Linked DNA regions of Mus musculus: all the other regions are linked to region 5. A link is a contact called in public ChIA-PET, Hi-C and HiChIP or PLAC-seq data. All regions are on one chromosome and are shown on one strand. Each heading gives the region's core, a stretch centred on a gene start, on an enhancer-like site or on the middle of the called end of the contact. The rest is flanking DNA. Distances are from core to core; before and after follow the strand shown.

Evidence for each region. A called contact is a pair of places that touch in the nucleus more often than the background predicts. ChIA-PET counts read pairs in DNA pulled down with a chosen protein or histone mark. HiChIP or PLAC-seq counts read pairs in DNA pulled down with a chosen protein or histone mark.
Region 1: a contact with region 5 is called in a Hi-C map of embryonic stem cells, with 3 times the contacts expected there. The contact joins two enhancer-like sites. A contact is called at or near these places in 9 of 484 Hi-C or Micro-C datasets (cerebral cortex, embryonic fibroblasts, embryonic stem cells and 2 more) and 4 of 115 datasets of contacts at active chromatin or transcription factors (embryonic stem cells, extraembryonic endoderm stem cells and pancreatic cancer cells).
Region 2: a contact with region 5 is called in a FOXA1 HiChIP or PLAC-seq map of pancreatic cancer cells. The contact joins two enhancer-like sites.
Region 3: a contact with region 5 is called in an RNA polymerase II ChIA-PET map of memory CD8 T cells, with 6 read pairs. The contact joins two enhancer-like sites. A contact is called at or near these places in 1 of 484 Hi-C or Micro-C datasets (embryonic stem cells) and 5 of 115 datasets of contacts at active chromatin or transcription factors (embryonic stem cells, memory CD8 T cells, pancreatic cancer cells and 1 more).
Region 4: an H3K27ac HiChIP or PLAC-seq map of extraembryonic endoderm stem cells shows a contact between it and region 5. The contact joins the promoter of Hes1 here to the enhancer-like site in region 5. A contact is called at or near these places in 1 of 39 promoter capture datasets (the C10 cell line), 28 of 484 Hi-C or Micro-C datasets (the C2C12 cell line, the HL-1 cell line, the N1E-115 cell line and 13 more), 8 of 115 datasets of contacts at active chromatin or transcription factors (the NIH/3T3 cell line, embryonic stem cells, extraembryonic endoderm stem cells and 4 more) and 1 of 9 other capture datasets (adipose tissue).
Region 6: an HNF4G HiChIP or PLAC-seq map of pancreatic cancer cells shows a contact between it and region 5. The contact joins two enhancer-like sites. A contact is called at or near these places in 8 of 115 datasets of contacts at active chromatin or transcription factors (bone marrow-derived macrophages, embryonic stem cells, microglia and 2 more) and 1 of 9 other capture datasets (embryonic stem cells).
Region 7: a contact with region 5 is called in an HNF4G HiChIP or PLAC-seq map of pancreatic cancer cells. The contact joins two enhancer-like sites. A contact is called at or near these places in 14 of 484 Hi-C or Micro-C datasets (the C2C12 cell line, bone marrow-derived macrophages, brown adipocytes and 8 more), 12 of 115 datasets of contacts at active chromatin or transcription factors (the SCID.adh cell line, acute myeloid leukemia, embryonic stem cells and 4 more) and 1 of 9 other capture datasets (embryonic stem cells).

What each region holds. Positions count from the first base shown.
Region 1 is chr16:30,080,889-30,083,761 of GRCm38.p6, forward strand. No RefSeq gene overlaps it. Among named protein-coding and RNA genes, the nearest start is that of Gm32998, 12 kb to the left of the region's middle. Within about 2 kb of position 1,348, at least 30 of the 459 cell types and tissues checked have an H3K27ac peak or open chromatin away from gene starts, as enhancers often do. A contact at or near this core is called in embryonic stem cells, where this site is marked.
Region 2 is chr16:30,109,870-30,112,688 of GRCm38.p6, forward strand. No RefSeq gene overlaps it. Among named protein-coding and RNA genes, the nearest start is that of Gm32998, 41 kb to the left of the region's middle. Within about 2 kb of position 1,427, at least 15 of the 459 cell types and tissues checked have an H3K27ac peak or open chromatin away from gene starts, as enhancers often do. A contact at or near this core is called in pancreatic cancer cells, where this site is marked.
Region 3 is chr16:30,941,497-30,944,328 of GRCm38.p6, forward strand. All of the region lies in intron 1 of Gm46565 (a long non-coding RNA gene), which reads right to left. Among named protein-coding and RNA genes, the nearest start is that of Gm46565, 9.9 kb to the right of the region's middle. Within about 2 kb of position 1,490, at least 22 of the 459 cell types and tissues checked have an H3K27ac peak or open chromatin away from gene starts, as enhancers often do. A contact at or near this core is called in memory CD8 T cells, where this site is marked.
Region 4 is chr16:30,063,408-30,066,697 of GRCm38.p6, forward strand. Hes1 (hes family bHLH transcription factor 1) reads left to right here and starts at 1,950. Exons shown (of 4, transcript NM_008235.2): 1 at 1,950-2,291; 2 at 2,424-2,519; 3 at 2,756-2,843. The coding sequence starts at 2,184.
Region 5 is chr16:30,509,275-30,512,589 of GRCm38.p6, forward strand. It overlaps Tmem44 (transmembrane protein 44), which reads right to left. Exons shown (of 11, transcript NM_001384248.1): 11 at 2,581-3,315. Among named protein-coding and RNA genes, the nearest start is that of Gm52252, 9.2 kb to the right of the region's middle. Within about 2 kb of position 1,392, at least 403 of the 459 cell types and tissues checked have an H3K27ac peak or open chromatin away from gene starts, as enhancers often do. A contact at or near this core is called in the C2C12 cell line, the N1E-115 cell line, the NIH/3T3 cell line and 19 more, where this site is marked.
Region 6 is chr16:30,970,326-30,973,614 of GRCm38.p6, forward strand. The region is part of intron 3 of Xxylt1 (xyloside xylosyltransferase 1); the gene reads right to left. Gm15742 (a long non-coding RNA gene) reads right to left here. Exons shown (of 2, transcript XR_384807.2): 1 at 3,082-3,289. Among named protein-coding and RNA genes, the nearest start is that of Gm15742, 4.5 kb to the right of the region's middle. Within about 2 kb of position 1,801, at least 129 of the 459 cell types and tissues checked have an H3K27ac peak or open chromatin away from gene starts, as enhancers often do. A contact at or near this core is called in bone marrow-derived macrophages, microglia and pancreatic cancer cells, where this site is marked.
Region 7 is chr16:30,235,192-30,238,074 of GRCm38.p6, forward strand. No RefSeq gene overlaps it. Among named protein-coding and RNA genes, the nearest start is that of Gm33330, 17 kb to the right of the region's middle. Within about 2 kb of position 1,345, at least 118 of the 459 cell types and tissues checked have an H3K27ac peak or open chromatin away from gene starts, as enhancers often do. A contact at or near this core is called in the SCID.adh cell line, embryonic fibroblasts, pancreatic cancer cells and 1 more, where this site is marked.

The DNA.
Region 1 (2,873 bases), core at 98-2,597, 430 kb before region 5:
AGGCCCTGGCAGAGTGATCAGGGCTCCTGGAGACAGGCTCCCTGAAGGCAGCTGGCCTTTCTCTGTACCTCCAAGTCACGCTTTATCCCCTCTATGGCTTCATGTTTGCTGTGAGTTAGTTAAAAGGGCTATGGTGGAATCAGACGGTTGCTCAGAGCTGGAGGAAGTTCATTGGAGGAGACAGCACAAGATCCCTAGATGACGGACACAGTCGCCTGGCCTGGGAAGACCAGCTCCCTTGGCAAGATCACCTTTCCCTTCTGTGTGCATCTTACCACAGTCTTCTCAGACCAGAGGAGAGTCCTCGAGTAATTAGGGAGAAGTGGCCCCAACCTCTGAATGAAGGAAGCCAAAGCAAGGTTTGGGGCTGGCATTTAGAGGATGACTGAATTGAGGTGAGGGTGGTGCGGTGGGTGGGGAGAGTGTGAGAATGGTTTGCAGTAATCTGAATAATACAAGTTCTAATCTTTCCTCCCTCTCCACAACTGGAGCCCAGATTCCTCTCCTCCCCCGCTCTCCTTCCTCCCGACCCCACCCTGACATGTACGCCTGTTCCCTAGCTCCCTCTGTCTCCTGCTTCCCATAACACCGGGCAAGCTCCTCTGGACCTGGACTCACTAGGTCCCCAGCGTGTGTGTCTTCCATCTCCATTCAGAAACTTCACACACCATTCACCCAAAACCAGAGACTGCCTCACAAGAGACTGAGCATGGCTCCTGGTCAGCTCTGATGCCGGCCTTGGGAAGCCTTCAGGAAAAGCCCTTGCTGGTTCAGCCACAAACACGGCCCTACCTTTCAAAAACACTGCTGGGGAAGACCCTGAACTTAAGAAGGCAAGGACAAGGTTGGGCTGTGCCCAGGGCACCTCCTTCCCCAGTGTTGAGCTAGTGAGGGTCCAAGGCACAGGGCTTAACAATCGGAATAACTACTGACTCCAGAGGCCTTGAAAAAGTTATTTTAACCTCCCTTTCCTTGTTTTAAAATAGATCAGAGATTTATGCTGTTAGTTCAGAAATAAACTTTGTGGGAAAGACTAATGGACTGATTATTTTTTTTCTCCTAAAGGAGTGCAAAATTCCAGGAAAGAAACAAACATGGGGGTATGAACGGGGTGGGGGTGGGAGTGGGATAAAAGAAGAAAAGCATGACTCCTTCTAGGTATGGTGGAGGAGAAAGCTTATTGCACATAAAAGGGAGAGCATAGCCACAGGCAGGGACATCTGGGAGAGTTCAGAGGGAGTGTAGCCCTGAGCCATGTCAGGAGAGGAGGGAGGAGAGGCCAGGAGGGGAAAGGGTAGACGGAAGGGCTAGGTAACGGAAATGACAAGATCATATAGGGAAGGGCAGCCCAGCCCCTGAGCTAGAGAAGTTCAGGGGACAGGGTGGGGTCTGCCAGGTAAGGACTGAGGAATGCTAGGACTGACTAGGCGGCAGCTAGGTCCTCTTTGGTGTGTTAAATAGGCACCTCAGCCATTAGCCTTGAGACCTAACAGCATATAGCGCATAGGCCCATACATTATCTTGGCAGAACTGGGCAACAGCTCCGTGGTCATGAGCTGGGACCCCACAGTGGTGTGCTTGGACCCAACTGTAATCCTCAGTAAATCATTCTTGAATGAATTTAATGAATTTACCTGTGCCCTCTGCTTGTACCAACCTCAGTACTTAGAGCTTACTGACTGTCCTGCCCCTGAGACTGCTCACAGTCCAGGCAGGAGACACTCCCCCAACAAGCTCAAAGGGAGCGCCTGTGGATATCAAGAGTGGGGGCCACATGGTGGCGCATGCCTTTAATCCCAGCACTTGGGAGGCAGAGGCAGGCAGATTTCTGAGTTCGAGGCCAGCCTGGTCTACAAAGTGAGTTCCAGGACAGCAAGAGCTATACAGAGAAACCCAGTCTCGAAAAACAACAACAACAACAAAAAGAGTGGGGGCCAGAGCGGGGGTGGGGGGCAGGGAACAAATGTTTCTAAAGGAAGTATCTGGGAACATTGGTGGGGGAGGGGCAGGTAAAGGAACGTTCCACAGAAGGAAAATATACCCAAGACCCCAATGGCCTCCAGGACCACAGCAGTAGGATATTGGCCGATGAGTTTGGGGAGAGGAGGCCGAGAAAGGAGAAGCACCTTGGAGGCTGGGTCAGCCAAACAGCACTGGAGGGAGGGTTTTATGTACCATCTGAGCAGCGTATTTCTAGACCCTTCAGACCTGACAACCTATTTTCTTTCTCATGCTTGAGAAGTTACAGATGCTTTCATGAGCTTGTGAGTGTAACTCTGAGAATGTCCTCTGTCCCTTCCTCCACACTGGCGCCCACACAGCGGAAAGCATTACCAAGCACTGGCTACACTACTCATCATCGAACCTGTTCCTTAGGAGAAGCAAAGGAGTGATTATCAATAACTACACCCAGGCAATATACTGGACCAAGGGCTCTCCCGGGTAAACCTGGGCGCCTGCTCACACTATCCATTGACAGGTTTTAGAGACCAGTGCTACGACCAATCAGTCCCGCATGATTGAAACTGAGTTTTTCACCTCTTCATCAAACAGTGAGATTGGAGGATTAGATTGTTTTCGATGGTCCCGAAGGCGCTTTCCAGCTCCAGAACTCTGTAACTCTGTGTTGGGTAAGCAAGTGAGACTTAAGAGAGGTCGGGTAAAATGTAGCCTCAAGGAAGTACTGGGGGTAGACTGCAATTCAACCTAAAAGTCCATACCAATATCCTGTGTTTTCAGTTGAAACCCAATAAAAAGTGCCCAAGAAAAACACTCCTCCCCAGGAAGCTGTGTGCATCTACCCACCCAGGAAGAGAAAGGCCACGCCCAGGAAAACATTCCAGTGAAATTAAAACCCAGGTGCCAATCAGCCT
Region 2 (2,819 bases), core at 177-2,676, 400 kb before region 5:
GGTGGACCACTATGCCCAACTATCAGAAACTCTTGAATCTGCCTTCTCTTCCCTTCTATATGATGTGTCTTTCTTGTTTGTTTGTCTTGCACTACCTGCCATGTGGAAGGAACAGTGTGACACAGTTCCTGCTCCTGGAGCAGAGCTAGCAAGGGGTGGGCCCCCAGTTGTGCTGACAGTTGCTGTGGGTGTAGGGCTTGTTTGTATAATAATGTACATATTTTCATGTTCCTCCTTTGAGGAATGCTCTCTTTGTTAAAGTTAATGACTCCATGATAATTAGAAACAGCATGAGTCTGGGAGGTGAGAATGTGTTCCTCAGCAAAATGGTAAATGCTGTAAACTTTAAGATAGCCTGTAAGGCTGTGGGGAAGAACTCTGAAAACATGAGTTTACGAATGTATAATTTCTCAACTATGCAAAATATAAGAATGTAATATGAACTGTATGAGGGGGCTTCACGGACCTAAAAGAACAAAGGCAGCTGCACTAATGAGCCAGATTATCAGAAAGATACAAAGGCAGATTTCTGAGTTCAAGTTCAGCCTGGGACAGAACTATATGTCCAGGTGTAATGAGAATGGTGATCTCAGAGCCAGATCCCACCCAACTAACTTATTGTTTGTGCTTACAAAGACAGGCAGATCTCTGAGTTCATTTGCGACATTATAAAATATGTACTTGCTATCTCTTTCTAAGAATCTAGGGACTAAGGTTATAAAATGCTGATTTGTGGGATAATCAAAAGGGAACCTGGGTTAATGATTGAATTGATAAGTAAATAAAAGACTAGGCTTTGGTCTGCAAGAGCTCATCTATCTACGTAGCTGTCTGCAGAGCCAGCTCAAGCAGAACATGGAGCTGTCAGTTTGTACTCATGATTGACTTTGAGTTATTCTTTTGCTGCTCCAAACATCTCTTCCTCAGGAACCCTCTCCAAGCTGAGGTTGGTCCTTGGTAACTACACTAACGTTCCTCTTTTAGAGACTCCCCAAAGCCTGTTAATTGGTCTCCCTAAATTCAACTCTCTTTGGTATCTCCATCCTTGCAGCTTAGCCATCATCCCTTTTTAAACATCAAGTCTAATTATGATGTTCTGTCTTCTGGATGCCTCTTTGGTTACCCCACAGCCCACTTGATGGACCTAATCAGCAGGAAGCAGTCTAAAGATAATATTGCTCCCTTTCCCATCCCTGACTTTATTCAGGGATCTCTTTCCTTTCCTCTCTATCCTTTTCTCTCTCTTATCTACTGTTAAGGGGCTGGAAGGATGGGAAAGGGTAGAAGAAAGAAGAACCACAAAGTAGCAAAGACCAGCTACAGGGGGCTGAGCTTCCCACTTGGGAATTGTCTTGACAGCATAGTGGCTCAGATCATGTAGGAGCCACCTGCCTAGAGTATCCTGACACTTCTGACTAAGCAGGTAGTCATACCAGCTCTCTTCACCACTTGCCTGCTGGAAAGTTAGCACCAACTCAGAGATCTCCAATCACCATGGAGACTTGTAAATTTCCCTTAGTCCACAACCAGAAATGGCACCACAGGAAAGAGCTCCTGGAAAAAGGGTTCAGATAGGCTGTTCAGAATCTTTGTTTCCTGGCAAAGTCCCCCTTAAGCACAGGGTGTCCGAGTCTATTCCTATCACTTCATCCACATCTCAACTCTTTGGACAGTATTTGGTGACATCTTTCATGTGCCAGGCCCTGTGTTAAGAAGGCACAAGGCTGAATAAGACCCTATTCTGACATGGAGGTCTCATGATCAGTCTAGGAAAATGACACACAAAGAACACCAGTGGTGGGATGAGTGCCAAAAGAAAACATGCAGACAGTGAATTCACCACTGAAGGAAAGTATGAAAATAAATGGTTTGGCTTCCTCCATAAACCACAGACAATCAGCACTGAGTAGCACTCCATAGATTATCTGCTCTGACCCCTTCATCTGGCATGTGGGAGACAGAGAGGGGAAGAGGCCACATAGTTTTAAGACCTTGATTAATGTGTAACAAATTCCTTCTCTCTTCCTGACCGGTGACGTGTCTATATCTCCCAAATCATCTTTGGAAGTAGACAGAATGGAACTACTACACATATAAGAAATCTACTTGCTTTCCAGCTGAAAATACATAGGACAAAGCTAGTCAGTATTGGTAAATAACAATGATTGTTCCTCTCCAGACCCACTTCCGTTTACCTTGCCTATTTCTTTTTTTTTAAAAAAAGATTTATTTATTTATTTATTTAGTGTATGTGAGTACACTGTAGCTGTACAGATGGTTGTGAGCCTTCATATGGTTGTTAGGAATTAAATTTTTAGGACCTCTGCTCTCTCCCGTTGGCCCACTCACTCAGTCCCTTGCTTGCTCCGACCCAAAGATTTATTTATTATTATACATAAGTACACTGTAGCTGACTTCAGACACACCAGAAGGGGGCGTCAGATCTCATTAGGGGTGGTTGCTGGGATTTGAACTCAGGGCCTTCTGTAAGAACAGTCAGTGCTGTTATCCGCTGAGCCATCTTGCCAGCCCCTGCCTTGTCTATTTCAAAGTTGCTTCTTATCAAATACTTTTACAAAATCATATTTATTTATGTACTTGCATGTGTTTGTGGAGTGGGTGGGGCACACATGTGGAGGTCAGAGGATAACTTGTACAAATCAGGTTCTTCCTTTGCCATGTGGGTCCCAAAGAACAAGTGAGGGTAGTTAAACTTGGTTACGTCACCACTGCACTGTCTAATCAACTCTCCCATGGTCTTTTTAACCACTGTTCCATTCTTCAATGGTCCATTATACTAAGGTTGTTGCTATTCTTGA
Region 3 (2,832 bases), core at 240-2,739, 430 kb after region 5:
TGCCAGTTCTGTTCTCCTCCAGGACTGCCATGCCCAGCCTCCTCCCCCTCCCTCTCCAGCCTTCAGTTCCTTTTGACTGCCTGGGCACCCCCTTCAGTCCTCGGTGGTCTCCTGCCTCCTGGGCGCCCCCTTTAGTCCGAGATGGTCTCCCACCTCCTGGCCCTCATACATTCTTTGGTTTCCTTCCTCATGGGAGCAGTTTTCCTCCAGAAGTTTCCCTGAGATAGCTAGCTAATGGGAAGCCAATATCCTGGCATTTTTGTCTCTGAAGATGTCTCTAGTCTCTGTTCACATTCCATGCTCTAATAGATATTCAATATCCTCTCTCTGATAGTCTTGTATTTCACATTGATTTCACGCATGTCATCGTTCACTGGACAAGACACGTATGGCCTCCAGTCTTGGAACCTTCTTGTTATTATTTCTTTGGTAATCACTTTCCAACTTTCTCGTGTTTCTTTCTCTACAATTCCCATTGGGCAGAATTTGGGACATCTCTTTTTGCCTGGTTTTCTACCTGTGAGTGCCTTTTGGGAGCCAGGAGGGTTTCCTTAAATATATCACCCGATCATGCTTGCCTTCTGCCCATGGGATTTCCCAGCTTAGCTTTTGTTTCTAATTCCTGGGAACCTTTCATGGGTATGCCTATTCTTTATAATTAGATCGCCTTCTAATCTTCTTGAGGAAGCGGTTCATTTGACATTTTCTTTTCCGTCGTGCATTTCACTTGAGTGAGTTCTCCTCTGACTGTTTGGATCCCTGTCTTCTGTGTGGAAGGCTTTCCTTGGGCATCTGATGAACCATGGCTATCCCGCTATGGCCAAATGCTAACAGGAAACCTGGCTGCACAGATGGCAGGAGACTTGTGGACCTCTTTGTAGGATGCTCGGTGGGGTCCACTGGTATTTTCACTTAGACCTTCAAATGGCAATCACTACAGGTTTTCCTGGGCAGTTCAGTATCTACAGAAAGTACAAGGGTGCTTCAAAATACCTGTCAGGATAAGAGCCTGGCAGCAGTCCTCAAGTCGGGCAGCATGGGCGGGACAGCCCTGGTCTTCAGCGTTCATACTGTGCTAGCTCCTTGCTTAGTCTGGCTTCCCCATCCTACCCGGCTCTCCAACCTTCCAGGCTCATCTTCTTCAGAGAAGAAAGTCCCAGTCCCCAGCATGACAGGGAGAGCACACTCACTGGTGGGAGCCTGGGTGGGGCTGACTTTCGGTACACATTGTTACACTTTATCCATTGCCAGCTGCCATGTCCTTGGTCACCCTTCCTCTCTTCTCGTCCAGCGCCTCCCACTCCTTTGCCTTCCAGGGCTTCCTCCCGGTAACCTAGCTTCTTGCTGTCTACAGCTCTGTCTCTTGAGCATACGGATGGAGGCGTATTCTCAGGTAAACAATGACGGCTCTCCGTCTGACCCACTCCCCATCTCTGAGTAGCATGATCTGAAGCTACAGACGTCTTTCATTTCACTGGACTTGAGGTTTACCTTGGGGCTTTGTTCTCCTCTGTTTGGGGGTGACTTCTAAAGGGTGAAGAGGAAGCAGTATGCCATCAGTTACTTCCTGAACCAAACCATACAATTGACTCCCAGAATTGACACATCTTCTCAACAGCTCCTCAGAGCCCCAACTTGTTGGGGAGCTGTTTGTACTTGTTCAACAAACACCTTTAATTCCCTTGACAGTCATAGGACACTCACTAGGCATAGCTACCTGTGCCTGTAATCCCAGAATGTGAGCCACTGGGACAGAAGGATGCCAACTTTGGAGCCAGTCTGAGCTACATAGTGGGAACCCGTGTCAAAGAGACAGACAGACCAAACCAAAACAAGATGCTTGGTTTCTTCCCCTCCCTCAACACTTCTCTTTTTCAATTCTTTTCTGTCTTGATAAAGTCACGCTCCTGACTGTCCTAGCCAACAGCGTAGGAAAGAGAAAGAGTACACCTGGCATAGCTTCCTCTTCCTGCTTCAATTAGTCAGGGTTTCCATTGCTGTGATGAGACACCATGACCCAGAAAACTTGGTGAGGAAAGGGTTTGCTTCAGGATATACTCCCAGGCGACAGTCCACCATTGAGGGAAGTCAGAAAAGGAACTCAAACAGGGCAGGAACCTGATGCAGAGGCCATGGAGGGGTGCTGCTTACTGGCTTGCTCCCGATGACTTCCACACCCTGCTTTCTTACAGAACCCAGGACCACCCAAGGATGGCACCACTCACAGTGGGCTGGGCCGTCCCCCATCAATCACTAATTAAGACAATACCTACAGACTGCCCTCAGCCCAATCTTCTGGAAATATTTTCTCAGTTTCGGTGCCCTCTTCTCAGGTGACTATAGTTTGTGTCAAACTGACAAATCAAGCCAGCCCAGTGCTCATCCCAACCCCGCCTACAGCTCTGATCCTCAAAGGCCCCTGATGCTCCCCTGCAAAACACTTCCTGCTTCTTCTCTTCTAACCCAAACTGCTAGCACCTCGACCCAAACTATTTTATTCCTGCTACCCGATCTCCCTGATGACATCGCCCCTACACAATGACCAGGTCTTTCCTTCCTGCAGCTGAAGAAGCCTGTCAGCTCTCTGTGAGCTGACTGCGCACCCCACCCTTCTCTCTATGCCTTGAGCATGCTGGCCTTCTGGTCACCCCAACAGTGTGTTGGAGTTCCTTCCCTTCTACCTGCACCCCAACAGACTTCCCTTGCTCATTGTTGGTCTTGGAAAGGCCAGCCCTAACAAGACCAGCTAAAACTTTCCAGAACTTTCTGGAACTATCTGTCAAATTGCCTTCTGTGCCCTTTGTCATTTCCCTAGATGGTCACCTACTTCCT
Region 4 (3,290 bases), core at 700-3,199, 450 kb before region 5:
CTGGGGCACCCGGGTGGAGGCCAGGGCAGGCAGGAGGGAGGCAGGCAGCCGCCCGGGCAGTGCGCACCGCCCGCGCCGCGCGGCAAATCCCCCAGGGAGGCCGCCGCCAGAGCCCTGGCGCTCCCGGCCCGGCGCCCGCCACGTGGCACCCGGCGGCGGCGGCGACTCCCGGCGCGCAGCCCCGGCCAGCCGGCAGCACGCAGCCGCCCGTCTCTTCCCAGCCGTCCGCCGGCAGCCTCCTGGACGCAGCGAGGGACCCGGGGAAGGGGCGGGCGGCAGCGAAGCCGCTGGAACCGCAAGCCGCCGAGCGGAGGCAGGAGGCTGACCCGGCCGCTTCCTAAGTGCGGTCAGGCATCTCGTGACCGCGGCGGGCGCCCGGACCCCTCCCCCGCCGCAGTCACCCGGGTGGTTTCGGCCACGCTCAGATCCCCAAGCCCGGAGTCCCGGCGGGCTGGGGGTGGGGGGTGGCGATGGGGGGTGGGGACGGGGAAGGGGGCCCACGAATTCCCCGATCGCCACCCTTGGGCGTGCGCTCCCTGCCCGGAAGGATTGACCTTGGCCGGGGCGGGGGAAGGGAGGCCAGCGCGGGGGCTCAGCTTTCGGGCCGCCGCCCCCGCGGATTCCTGGCTCGCCCGGGCCGGAGGAGGGGGCCCCGGACACACGGACGCACGCACACACCCCACACGCAGCGCGCGCCAATGAGCCCTGGCCAGGCGCAGGGGGCGGGGTTTTCCCAGGCTCGAGCACAGCAGCTGCTATTTACCTTCTTGGCTTCTCCCGGGGACCAGAGGCGGCCCCCGCTCCCTCCCGGCCGGCCGCCGCCGGCCCCCGCCTCCCTGCCCCCGGGGCGCGCGCACACACACTCACACACGCACGCACACACACACATCCTCTGGGCCCCGGCCGCAGCCGCGGCGGCAATAAAACATCCTGGCACGTGCTCCGACTCCAGGCGCGCCCTCGCCGGCCGGCTGATGTCAAACTGCAGCTCGGCTGGTGGAGCTCTTAAAGGGCTCGCGCGCGGGGCGCCGAGGCCGCCTTGGCCGCCCGCGGGGTGAGGAGGGGAGAGCCCCGACTCCCTTGCCCGCCGTCTATCCGTATTGCCAACTGGGAGCCTGCGGGGAGAAAGGTAGAGAGAGTGGCGGAGGAACGAGCGCGCCCCTCCTGTCGCATTGCTATCAAAGCCCCCCTTGTTCATTTTTTTTTTCGTTTGAAATTCCATTTCCTTTCTGCCCAGTAGGAAATTATTCTGATTGTTTTCTGGAGAAGCGTGAGGTCCAAGGTTGCAATTCCAAGAGAGGAATGAATGGGCTAGAGGGAGACAAGCATCCAAAAGACACCTTGCTCCGAAAACCCTGGCTGTGAAGGCATTTGGGGGGACGGTAAGGGCATGTTTAGCGTGTGGGGTTTAGTATCTCCCCAACCTCATGAGCAGTTTTGACTCCCCTAAACATACAGAGTTCGAGCGGGAATTCCGGAAGACATTAGAGTAACACATCCTCTTTACCTTGTTCCCTCCTTTTTTCAATCACTAAATTTTGTCTTGGCCTATATCTGTTCAAAATATTTTTCAAATGAACTTATTATACAAAGTAGTTATATTGCATGCAGCAAGAACAATAAAAACCAAAGGCCTGGCCACAAAAGAAATAGACTAGACTAAAACTAAGCAAAGCCCAGAGGAAAGAGTTAGCAAAGGGTTAAAATCCTTTTGATTGACGTTGTAGCCTCCGGTGCCCCGGGCTCAGGCGCGCGCCATTGGCCGCCAGACCTTGTGCCTAGCGGCCAATGGGGGGGCGCAGTCCACGAGCGGTGCCGCGTGTCTCTTCCTCCCATTGGCTGAAAGTTACTGTGGGAAAGAAAGTTTGGGAAGTTTCACACGAGCCGTTCGCGTGCAGTCCCAGATATATATAGAGGCCGCCAGGGCCTGCGGATCACACAGGATCTGGAGCTGGTGCTGATAACAGCGGAATCCCCTGTCTACCTCTCTCCTTGGTCCTGGAATAGTGCTACCGATCACTAAGTAGCCCTAAGACATAATAAACCTTCAACTGCTCAGTAGTTTTTCTTATGAAAGTCAAGTAAAAGGACGTAAGCAAAAAAAAATTATTTTTTTTTTGCGTGAAGGATTCCAAAAATAAAATTCTCTGGGGACTGAGAAGAAAAAAAAAAAAAAAACGAAAATGCCAGCTGATATAATGGAGAAAAATTCCTCCTCCCCGGTGGCTGCTACCCCAGCCAGTGTCAACACGACACCGGACAAACCAAAGACGGCCTCTGAGCACAGAAAGGTAAGACAGTACCTGCGTCTAGAAATTAAGTGGGTTGTGCACAGCGGGACTCCTTTTACTTTTCTCTTAAAACCTCGGGGTGAAATGGCAGATCCCGTGGGAACTCAGGACCTCTTTTCTCCCCCTTTGCAGTCATCAAAGCCTATCATGGAGAAGAGGCGAAGGGCAAGAATAAATGAAAGTCTAAGCCAACTGAAAACACTGATTTTGGATGCACTTAAGAAAGATGTAAGTGAGCAATGCTTTTTTTTATTTTTAATTACGAATGGAATGGCATTTCCCAGGCACAAAGAACTAAGCTCTTAGCCTGCTGCATGTGGATCTTACCCCGCCAGCACTACGTTCCCACTGGCGGGAGAGAGGCCGCCGGGCCCTGGGATGTGGGACATGCGGGCGGGGACCTTCAGAACTCGGAGGCAGCTGACAAGGAGGACTGACTTTCATCCCTTGTTTTTTCTGCGCAGAGCTCCCGGCATTCCAAGCTAGAGAAGGCAGACATTCTGGAAATGACTGTGAAGCACCTCCGGAACCTGCAGCGGGCGCAGATGACCGGTAAGGACCGCGCGTGCGTCCCCTCTCTGCGGGTGTCCCTCTCGGCCCGCGGTGATTTCTTCCAGACTTCCGCCCGCGGTTGTGAGAGGCATTCAGCTACATTTTACTGCCTTGGCTCACTCCGCGTTCCCACGGTCTGGGTCTTATTTATAGCCACAGCTCCCAAGTTGTTACTGCTCCGGAAATGGAGGGAGAGGCTGTAGCCGAGAAGGGTGGTGGGCAGCTTGGCTGTGGTAGAAGCCGGTGAGGGCGAAAGGACGTAAGACTGAGGAAGTTTGGGGCTGGATAGAAGGTAGGGGTCAGTGGTTTAGCACCGGTCCAACCCCTGCCGCAGGAGGGGAAGTGGGGTTTGGAAGGCGCCTTGGGTGGCATTGTCCAAGGTCAGGTCGCGCGCGGGACTAGGGGTGGCAGATCTGGAGCTGAGATCGGTTTAGATGGAGGGAGTGT
Region 5 (3,315 bases), core at 142-2,641:
CACACCACAGTGTGGCTTCCAGGCTGAGCCTTGCCATGCCATGTGTAGCTCCACTTGCCCAAACATCGTTGGGCTCCATTCGGAGGGGTGACTCTGTGCCTTGCTGTTCACGAGAACACCAGCATGCGCCCGGCAACACCCACAAGGCACAGACTTAAGAACTTAGTCCTAAAAGTCAAAACCCATCACTTCTGCAACGTTAAAGTAAGTTAGGAGTGTAGGAATCACACTTGGGTGTAATGACGTCCTTATCTGGAAAACCAGGCCCAGTAACTGTGAAACACACTAGACCAACCGAGTACGCACCACCCTCACCCAGATTACATAAAAGGACACCCCACGGGCAATGCCAATCACCTCTCTACCAGGGCTGCCACAGGATTCCTGCGTAGTCCTGGCTGTCCAGGAACTAACTCTTCCTCCGGAGTTCAAGGTATGCACCACCACTGTTCAGCTGCCACCCAAGTGTTTACTGTTCCCAGAGTCCTCGCTCAGCTCAGTCTCCACTGCTAGAATTTCCATTGTCAGTCTATCTGCTCATCTGTCCAGATCAGGGCCTTCACCTTGACTCCATAGTTCTGAGCTGAGCCTCTGCAGTGAGGCTGTACCCTGTGACCCTACAGCTTGACTCTCTGTCTCTAGCCTAACGTCCAGACTATATATCTTATATATTTATATATCTTAGCATCTATATATCACCTGCCATAACTGCATTTGTAAAGCTATCTGTCTCTGCCCCCAGTAAAACCTCTGACTCTGCCCCCTTCCTTTCACAGGTTGTAGCTGTTGTGTAACCCAGACAGACAATATTCATACAATTACAAGGTGGTATGGGTGTGTGGTCTGAGAGTTAGTATTAGCAATTAAGATCCAGATAAAAGAACTTGTGTTTGCCGATTGTCTCTTACCAAGGGAAATCTAGACTTCCAAGTAGCTTTTGAATTTACTGTTAATACATTTTGACATTGTGCAAAGGCACGAGCAATCTGTCGCTGGAGGCAAAACAAAGGAAGCTGAAAGTGAAGCAGTTGCGGATGTGTGGGCAGAGCGCCGTTGTTTTCCTTATAAACTTTGGCACGATCTGATTTTCTTTAGTTAAATCGTGCACCTGCATTTTTGTCTTGTAAAAAAGTTGAATGCACTTAGGTAGAATGGTTTGCAGTGCAGCTTTGGGCTATTGGTCAGTCGCAAACACACAGAATATTGCTTATACTATATCTAAGTCACAAATATACACAATAGCCTTATAACGATCTTTTAACACCTCCCTCCCCCGACCCCCACTGGGGAGACACTTAAGTCAGAGGTGCCCAGGCAGAGGAGGCCAGGAGCTAGGGTCCAACGGGCAGAGCCTGCGCTGCTCTCAGGGGGTGGCTGCATGTTGCGCATGCGCCGGCCGCTTCCCCTCCCCCGCATCCCGGAAGTGCCCCAAATGGAGTTGTTATCCTGACTCAGGCCAGCTTTGTGTGGCTCGGCTGCTGGAGAACGCTACTTGCTATCCCCCAGGGCCGTCGAGGGTGAGCTTCGGAGTCAGAAGAGGGGGCAACGACTCGGAGGGAGAGACCGGCCTCTTAGCCATACCCTGCGGAGTACGAAGAAATGCCCCGGCCTCCGCCATCAACGGCGGCCGCTGCCCGCAGTGTTCCCGTGCGACTGGAATAGGATCCTAGGAGTTTAATGACCTGCCCTGCTCAGAAACCGTAGTCCCAAATGTTTGGAGCCGTATTTGGCTGTCAGATTTAAGGCAAAAAGAAAGCAGATTAGGCAGACATTCTTCGGTTCTGGCGATAGAAATGAGAGCATGACGTGTTTCAGCCACGCGCTTTGCCTCTGAGCATCCATTCCACTTGATTTTTTTCTTTAAAAAAAAAAAAATTGCACCGTTGAGACCGAGTTTTGCAAAAATGACCGATGCTATTCTGTAGCCCGAGGATCTTGCCAGCCAGCCTCCTGTCTCGGTCTGGAATAACTGGGATCACAGGCCGGTGCCATCAGACCACCAGCCTTCCTTATTAGGCGTTCTCTGGATCGGTTGAGCTAGCACCAGTCTTGAACTTGTCAGAGACCATCTCTCACTAATTAAAGGAAGAGCTTTGAACACTTCAGCACATCCGGGTTTGTTGTAAGCAGAACCCCCTCTGCCCATGGATGGCCTTTTAATTCTGGGCTTGTTGTAAGCAGAAAAAGATGAGAGGGTGGAAGAGAGTTAAGTGTCTGCCCAGGCAAAAGTGAAGGAGTGGAAAAAGAACACGCAGGGAACTTGGGAAGTGTCCTGAAGGTTCTGCTCCTTTTTTGATGCTAGAAATGGAACCCGGGGTCTTGTGCGTGTTAAGTATTGCTGATCCACTCAGCTATATTTTACCCCTAGAGTATTTATCTCAAACAGGTAATAAAATGTAAGCAGATTGTGTGTGGGTGGGTGGGGGGTGGAGGAGTGGTAAAGCTGCTTGCTGCCCAGACCCCACATGGTAGAAAAAGAGAACTGATACCTGCCAAGTGTCACTTGGACCACCATACACGCTCTGAAAGTGCAGGCGCAACATACACAAGTTGTTAAAAACAACAAAAATAAACCAGGCATTGGTGGCGAACGCCTTTAATCCAAGGACGCTTGGGAGGCAGAGGCAGGCGGACCTCAGTACTCGAGGCCATATAGAACAAGTTCCAGGACAGTCAGGGCTACACAGAGAAACCCAGGCTCAGGAGAACCAACCAACCAATTAATTAAAAAATAATAATAAGTAAATAAATTGAAACAGATTTTCAAGGTGTATATGAAATTTACCTTCATGTAGCGTGTCTTTCTGGATGTGTGTAGAGATGTTAGTCTTACGTGTGAACTGCTGACTGGCATAGTTATGAGAGAAAAAAGGAAGTCTATTTTCACGATGGGGATGGAACCCAAGGGCTCCTGCATGTTAGGGAAGTGCTCTACCATCGACCTGTAGTTATATCCCCAGCTCAGTGGTGGTTGTTTTTTGTTTTGTTTGAGACAGGGTCTCACTATGTTGCCCTGGCTGTCCTGGAACTCACCTGGAACTCTGTACACCAGGCTGGCCTTGAACTCAGAGATCCTTCTGCCTCTCTCTCTCCCAGATACTGGTATTAAAGGAATGAGCCACCACACCCAGCCTGGTTTGTGGGTCTTTTGAGACTGGGTCTTAGTAGCCAGGCTGACCTTTAACTTGTGGAAGCCCTCCTGTCCCAGCTTCCCAAAAAGTGTGAGCCACTAGGCTTGGCCTTTCTTGTTAAAGACAGGGAAAACCATGACTCAGCAGGGAAAGGGCGGCACACTTATTCAGGCCCGGCACAGGA
Region 6 (3,289 bases), core at 551-3,050, 460 kb after region 5:
TCCCAGAAGCGCTGCTTTGTTTAGCTGGCCACTGAAATTAGGACAAGGGGACAAGTGTGGTCAGGTTTCCAATCAGGATACTTTTCCTTCTGTGTGTTTAAAATGGGACTCTGATGGAAACCGTAGGGCCCCACACAACAGGAAGCCACTCACTTCTCTCAACTCTGATGGGATGGGGCCATAGTTTGCTGGAGGTTCGAAAGACTGATCCCAAAAGGAGCCGTCTCCCAACTTCAAAAGGGTGAAAGCGCTGAGGCTGGGCAGTGAACCCCGACACCTTCCTCACGTTCGAAGCTTCTGGTTTTGACTTTGCCTTGGCTCTAAGATGAGCTTCTACAGTCAGCTAGTCTCCACTGCCTGGGACTCCTCATTTCTCTGCTGCTTGGAAAGAAAATAGGAAACAGTGGGCCCTACTTGGGGTGGGGCAATCTGCTGCTGGACGAGCGTTGACTCTCAGTTGGGGACAGCCTGTCTAAGCCCCTTGCTGGCTGTTGCTTTACAAAGTTATTGTTACCTATGTGCAGGCTGCTTTGCCTGGTGCCAGTGGAAGCCGGAAAGGGGGACTGGATCCCCTGGAAGTGGAGTTCAAGATGGCTGTAGGACACCATGTGGGCGCTGGGAATTAAAACTGTGCTCTCTGTAAGAACAGCCAATGCTCTTAACCACTGTGTTGGTTTTTCTGTAATGCACATGGCATGTATGTATATGGGTAGCTGGCATTTACTTCAATAATTATTACCTGCCAGCTACTTCATGAACAATTTATAAGTGATTTCTTTTAGTCATTATGGGACTTGGAGGTACAGGTTACGATAATACAGATAATTATGACAAAACCTGTCCCTAAGCACTCCTCTACACATTTACATACTTGAGCTGTCTATGCATGCTTGGGAGGTACACATTATTAAACCCATTTTCTAGATGAGGAAACTAAGGCTTTCAGGATGTAAGGATGACCGTCAAAATGCCCAGCTAGTAACGGTGAGACCTCTCCTTTCTGCTTCACTGCCTCTCAGGCCAGGCCACAGCCCTACTCTGAGCCCTGATGGGAGCTGGGAACAGTATGTGTCCGGGGCTTCTAATGGCCACAGAGTGACAGAGGAGACATGGACCATCTAAACCAGGCAGATGTATAAGACATAAGTAGATGAGAGCTTGCCATGGGCTGAGGAGGAAAGATGCAGGGCAACCGTTCAGAGGATGACATTTCTGCTTGGGTAATACAACTGTTTTGGAAATAGGATGGTGATGGTGGGACATTTGGGCAGAATTAATGTTATGGACTTAAAGATGTTCCAAACGGCAACTTTTATGTTGCATATATTTTAGCAATTTAAAACTGTGGCAGAAGAAGGCAGGTGTGACTTTAATCTCACCACTAGGGTGGTAGAGGCAGGTGGATCTCTGTGAGTTTGAGGCCAGCCTGGTCTAGAGTTACAGGAGAACAAGGATAAGTAGTCAGACCCTGTCTCAAAGAGGAAACCAAGTCGTTAGATACAGACACGGGACCAGCTCTCTAGAGACCCTCCTGCCACTGTCCGTGGCTGAGATCTCTCAGTCCGTGGTCTGTTTCCAGCACAGAATCAGTGGATGGAGCAGCTGTCTCTCTTCCTATGTCCTAGTGCCACACGGTTCCTCTACAAGCCACTGTGAGCTGTGTTCCTCCAGCAGGCCTGAGCCTGGCGTGCAGCGGGCACACTGCCCTCACCCAAAGTCAGCCCCCTTCATGTGTACTGCAGCCTGCTGCAGGCATAGATGTCACCAGTTTCCGTGGTTTCCAGAGCCGTGGACACCAACAGGAAGCTGTGGCGGCAGCAGCAGCTTGTGTAATTAGCATGGAATGTTCTGAGGCAGGCAAGAGCATGTGGGGTAGAGACAAGTTCTCAAACACACTTTCTGTGAAAATAGTTGGTTTTTTTTCCTCTTTTCACCCTTCTCAGGAGACGGAAATAACAAACCGAAGAGGAACCAATCATCCTGCACAACTCCCCATGCACAATGCGGGCCTGCGGCAGGTGCGTGGGCTCATATCTGCGCATGCTCTCTGTGGCAGGTGCGTGGACTCATATCTGCGCATGCTCTCTGCGGCAGGTGCGTGGGCTCACACCTGGGCATGCTCCCTGTGCCCATCATCACTCAGGCAGCTCGTCCCAGAGACACAAGGTGTGTCATCACAGAGACTGCCACCACAAAGCCGTCCAACTGGGGTCCACACTGTCAGCCCAGGTGCGGTGGTTCTGCCTTGGTGAGACACACTGCTGGCAAGAGTCAATCGCCATCCTCTTTCCCAGGCCACTAAGCCAAGCCACAGCCAGATGATGCACAACCCAGTGCCACAGCTGCACTTGAAATCTTCCTCAGTGTAAACGCTGCTTTTAGAAAAAGCTGCTTTTAAGTGTACCTCTGGTAAATATTTGAGATTTATTTCTTGCTGGGCATAAAAAATAGAGGAAAACAAGAGTGTAAGGCACAGGGATGGAAATTTTAGGAGGGCCTTAGATGGTACCTGTGAAAGACTCTCCTGACCTCCGCTGTTGTTCCCACCAAGTCACTGCTCTGGCAGTGAATGGGCACACTGTCCCGCCCTCATCGGTGGCCTTCTGATGGCCACAAGGATGATATTTACCCTGGACCTCCTGTCTACACACCCAGCACCGGGTCTTGTCTCCAGCGGTGTGACCTATGGGAATGGACGTAGTTGTAGCACACTGTTAGACAGTGTGATCTAGCCAAGAGGCAGGTGTCTGCTGTTCATCTGTCCTGACAGCAGTGACGCCACGCTCCCCACTTTCTGAAGACCCGATCCCAGGCCATGAGAAGCCGGGCCATCTGGCCATGCCCTGTCCACCCCAGGTTCCTCTGCTCCATCCACACTGACATTCCTGCTGATTCTGCATATGCCATTCTCACCAGGGCCTTAGCTGCTGTGCCCTCTTTCCTCACCATCCACACAGCTACCTTCTAATCAAACCACAGCCCAGAGGCCAATTCCTTAGTGAAGTCTGCAAGGGCCCCATAAGCCACTCTGACCCACTGAGTTGTCATACCGTTGGGGATAGAAATGGTGTCTTTACATACCTGAATCCCCACTGCCTGGCCCCGTGCCTGGCACAAGGCAGGGGCCCAGCCCACGCTTACTGAAGTGAAGTAGTCCAGACAGATGCACTTTCACCAGCAAACAGCAAGGGCTGAACTTGACTTTCCGAGAAAGGTCTCTACTGTGTCCACACAGCCAGGACTCCTGCCAGCATCGGTAAGGAGCTGGCACAGCACCAGGAGCACCCAC
Region 7 (2,883 bases), core at 95-2,594, 270 kb before region 5:
CCCCTCTGAACCCGTAGGCCTGTTTTCTGCCCACAGCCCAGGCCCAGTCTCTGACACCCTGGGCTCTGTGATGATATTGCTCATTTGGATTCTAGGAGGGACGGCTGCTCTTCAAATTAAACTAGTTCCCTCTGGACCCCTGCCACCACTGCCTCGCTGCTAGGAAGTGTCCACTGGCCCTAGGGAGAGCTTTGAACAATTCTGTAGAAACGTGGAACCTGCCAGGAATCAGCTATGTGGCTCGAGGGGGTCCCTTCTAACCTCTTTGGCCTCAGTTTCCCCTGGACTGGAGTGGCTCCTGCCAACTGCCTGGGAATAAGGACCTGAATCTAGGTAGGTAGCAGAGGCTTCAAAGAAGGAAACCAAGCCCTGGAAATGAGAGCTGGGGTCAGGAAAGAAGCACACAGTCTCTCCAATTGCCCTTCCTCTTCTGTCCCCTCAGAAGTAGGCTCTGAAGAAGCTGGCAGGGCAAGGCAGCCATCAGACCAGGGATGGGCAAGCTTCTTTTACTCACATGGCTTGTCTCCAGATGAGGCCTCGCACCAGGGAAGGCAGAATATCAAACAGATGGGAAAGTGGGTGGGATGAAATATGAAGTGGATTATTTATGATAAAGGTCACTGCCTGTGGGGAAAGCCCCCCTGGGCGGGGGTGATGTATCCAGCTAGCTAAGAAGCTAAACAAGGGACTCTCCTTTCCAGAATAAAGCCTCATCCTTAAAAATAGAACACCCCCCCCCACACACACACACACACAGAGCCATTAAAACTCAGAAGCAACTCTCTGCTCCCTACCCCCATAGACGTCGAAAGTCCCTTACAAACGGCCCTGCTTTATGTGTCACAAAGTCAGAGGCAAACCCTGTGTATGAAAACGTTTATTATGAAGACCCACAGAGCTCAACTAAGGGCAGAAAGAAGAGAGAAAGAAACCATGAGAGAGAATGACAGGAGCTGGATTCTGGAGCTGATCAGCAGGTCCCTTGGCTTGGGGAACTTGCCGGGATCCTCGGAAAGAGACAAGGAACCCAGTGAGGTGACGTTGGGACAGGCAGAGAGTGTCAGGGAGCAGCCGCAGGGGTGAACCCGAGTCCCGAAGGAGGCAGAGAACAAAGTGGAGTAAAGGAACCTGTGCCGAGTGGTTGCAGGCGTTCCCCCAACACCAGCACATCTAACGTCAGGCGCGACTAGGCAGCCGCCAGCATTAATTAGGTACAGATGCAGGCACAGGGCAAGCCTCGGCCAGGAGCCGCTCCCGGAGGCGCGCCCCCCAGGCGCAGCCGCCACCTCCGCAGCCCGGACCAGCAGCCGCCCGGAGCGCGGAGTTTTCCCCGTGGCGCCACAGCGCCCCCTCATGGTAGTCTCAGGCAGAGCGGCTTCAGAGAACGGCAGACTCTCAGCCTGGAAGCCAGTACCTTCAGTACATCTCATACTCATTCGGAGTGTTTAAAAATCCTGATGCCTCCACGTTGGCATCCCGTGTTTATTAAATTTGAATATGAGAGCTTGACTTAGGCACCAGGGCTTCAAAAACTCTCTGCAGGAATTTCCAGTCCTTAGTCAAGTTCAGAATCAGCTGTCCTAAAGCGGTAGTTTTGAACTTGATGGGTATTGAAACAACCTCGGAGACAGCGTAAGGACAGATTGCTGGTCGATACCCCAGAGTTTCTGATCCCATGGATCTGTGGTTGGGTCTTGTGAGTCAGCTTTTCATTTCCCAGGGTATAAACAGGACTGGCAGGGATTGAGCACTGACTGGGAGATCGCTAGAAATTCAGGCTTAAAGGCCACCTTCCACCGGCTTAATCACAATCTGTTTGGCACACACGAACGAATCCTCTGATATCAAGGCTGAGAAGTGTTATTTTAAGCACTCTTTGGTCAGATTTCACACAGCAGATTTCTCACCCTCCCCAAGAGTGCTGAATCAGAGGGCAGGATAGGATGTCCCACATCCAATTATCTTGCATCCCGGATGGGAGAAACTGAGACCCAGAGGATGAAAGGATGCCCCAGAACCTGGGTTCCGGGGTGACCTATCATCCCCTGTGGGCTTTGATCTGTCTCCTCCACAAGTCAGGCAGCCAACTGTCAAGAGATACTACTGCCTGGTCTCTGCTCTGTGTCATAGGAGGGGCCGAAGAAGCAAGCAGAGAAAGAGGAAAATGGCAGCAGAGGTTGGGAGGACCTGTCAGCTTCTGACCCTCAGTGCTGAGACTCTCGGCAATCACCTGCTCGTAATTATCTGTCTGAATTCTCAGGAGCGGATTAGAAGCCTATATTATGAACTGACGAAAAGTCTGTAGCACTGTCCCCAACGTGGGTCTAGAAGCAGCACATGGTGGTCTCCATCTTCTTTGTTGATGTCGTCCAGTTATTTGGCAAAGCACTGAGTGGCCGGTGAGGTTGTTCAGGCCTAGGGACAATACTGACTGCAAATAGAAATTTGAGGAGTGCATGATGAGAACTTTTGGTGGCCATTATTTGTTTATGTTTCTATTTTAATTGTTTTACTTATACACTTTTCATCCTGCTCACTGCCTCCTTCCCGGGCACTTCCTCCCATAATCCCCTTCCCTTTCTCCTCTGAGTTGGTAGGGTGCCCTAGGTATCCACCAACCTGGCACATCAAGTCTCTGTGAAGCTAGGTGCATCCTCTCCCACCCAGAAAAGACAGGGTGGTCATTATTCTTGTGGGTATACAGAGACATGTAATAGTCCTGTTTTGACCATAGTTTAGAGTCCATGTAAGAAGCTAAATAAACACATAAATACATGAGAAATAACATCACATGTCTGGAGAGTTCAGTGTTCACAAAGGAACAGGTATGGTTGAGGGGAAGGCGTTTATTGTAGATGTGAGGGAGAGAACAGCAAGAGGCAT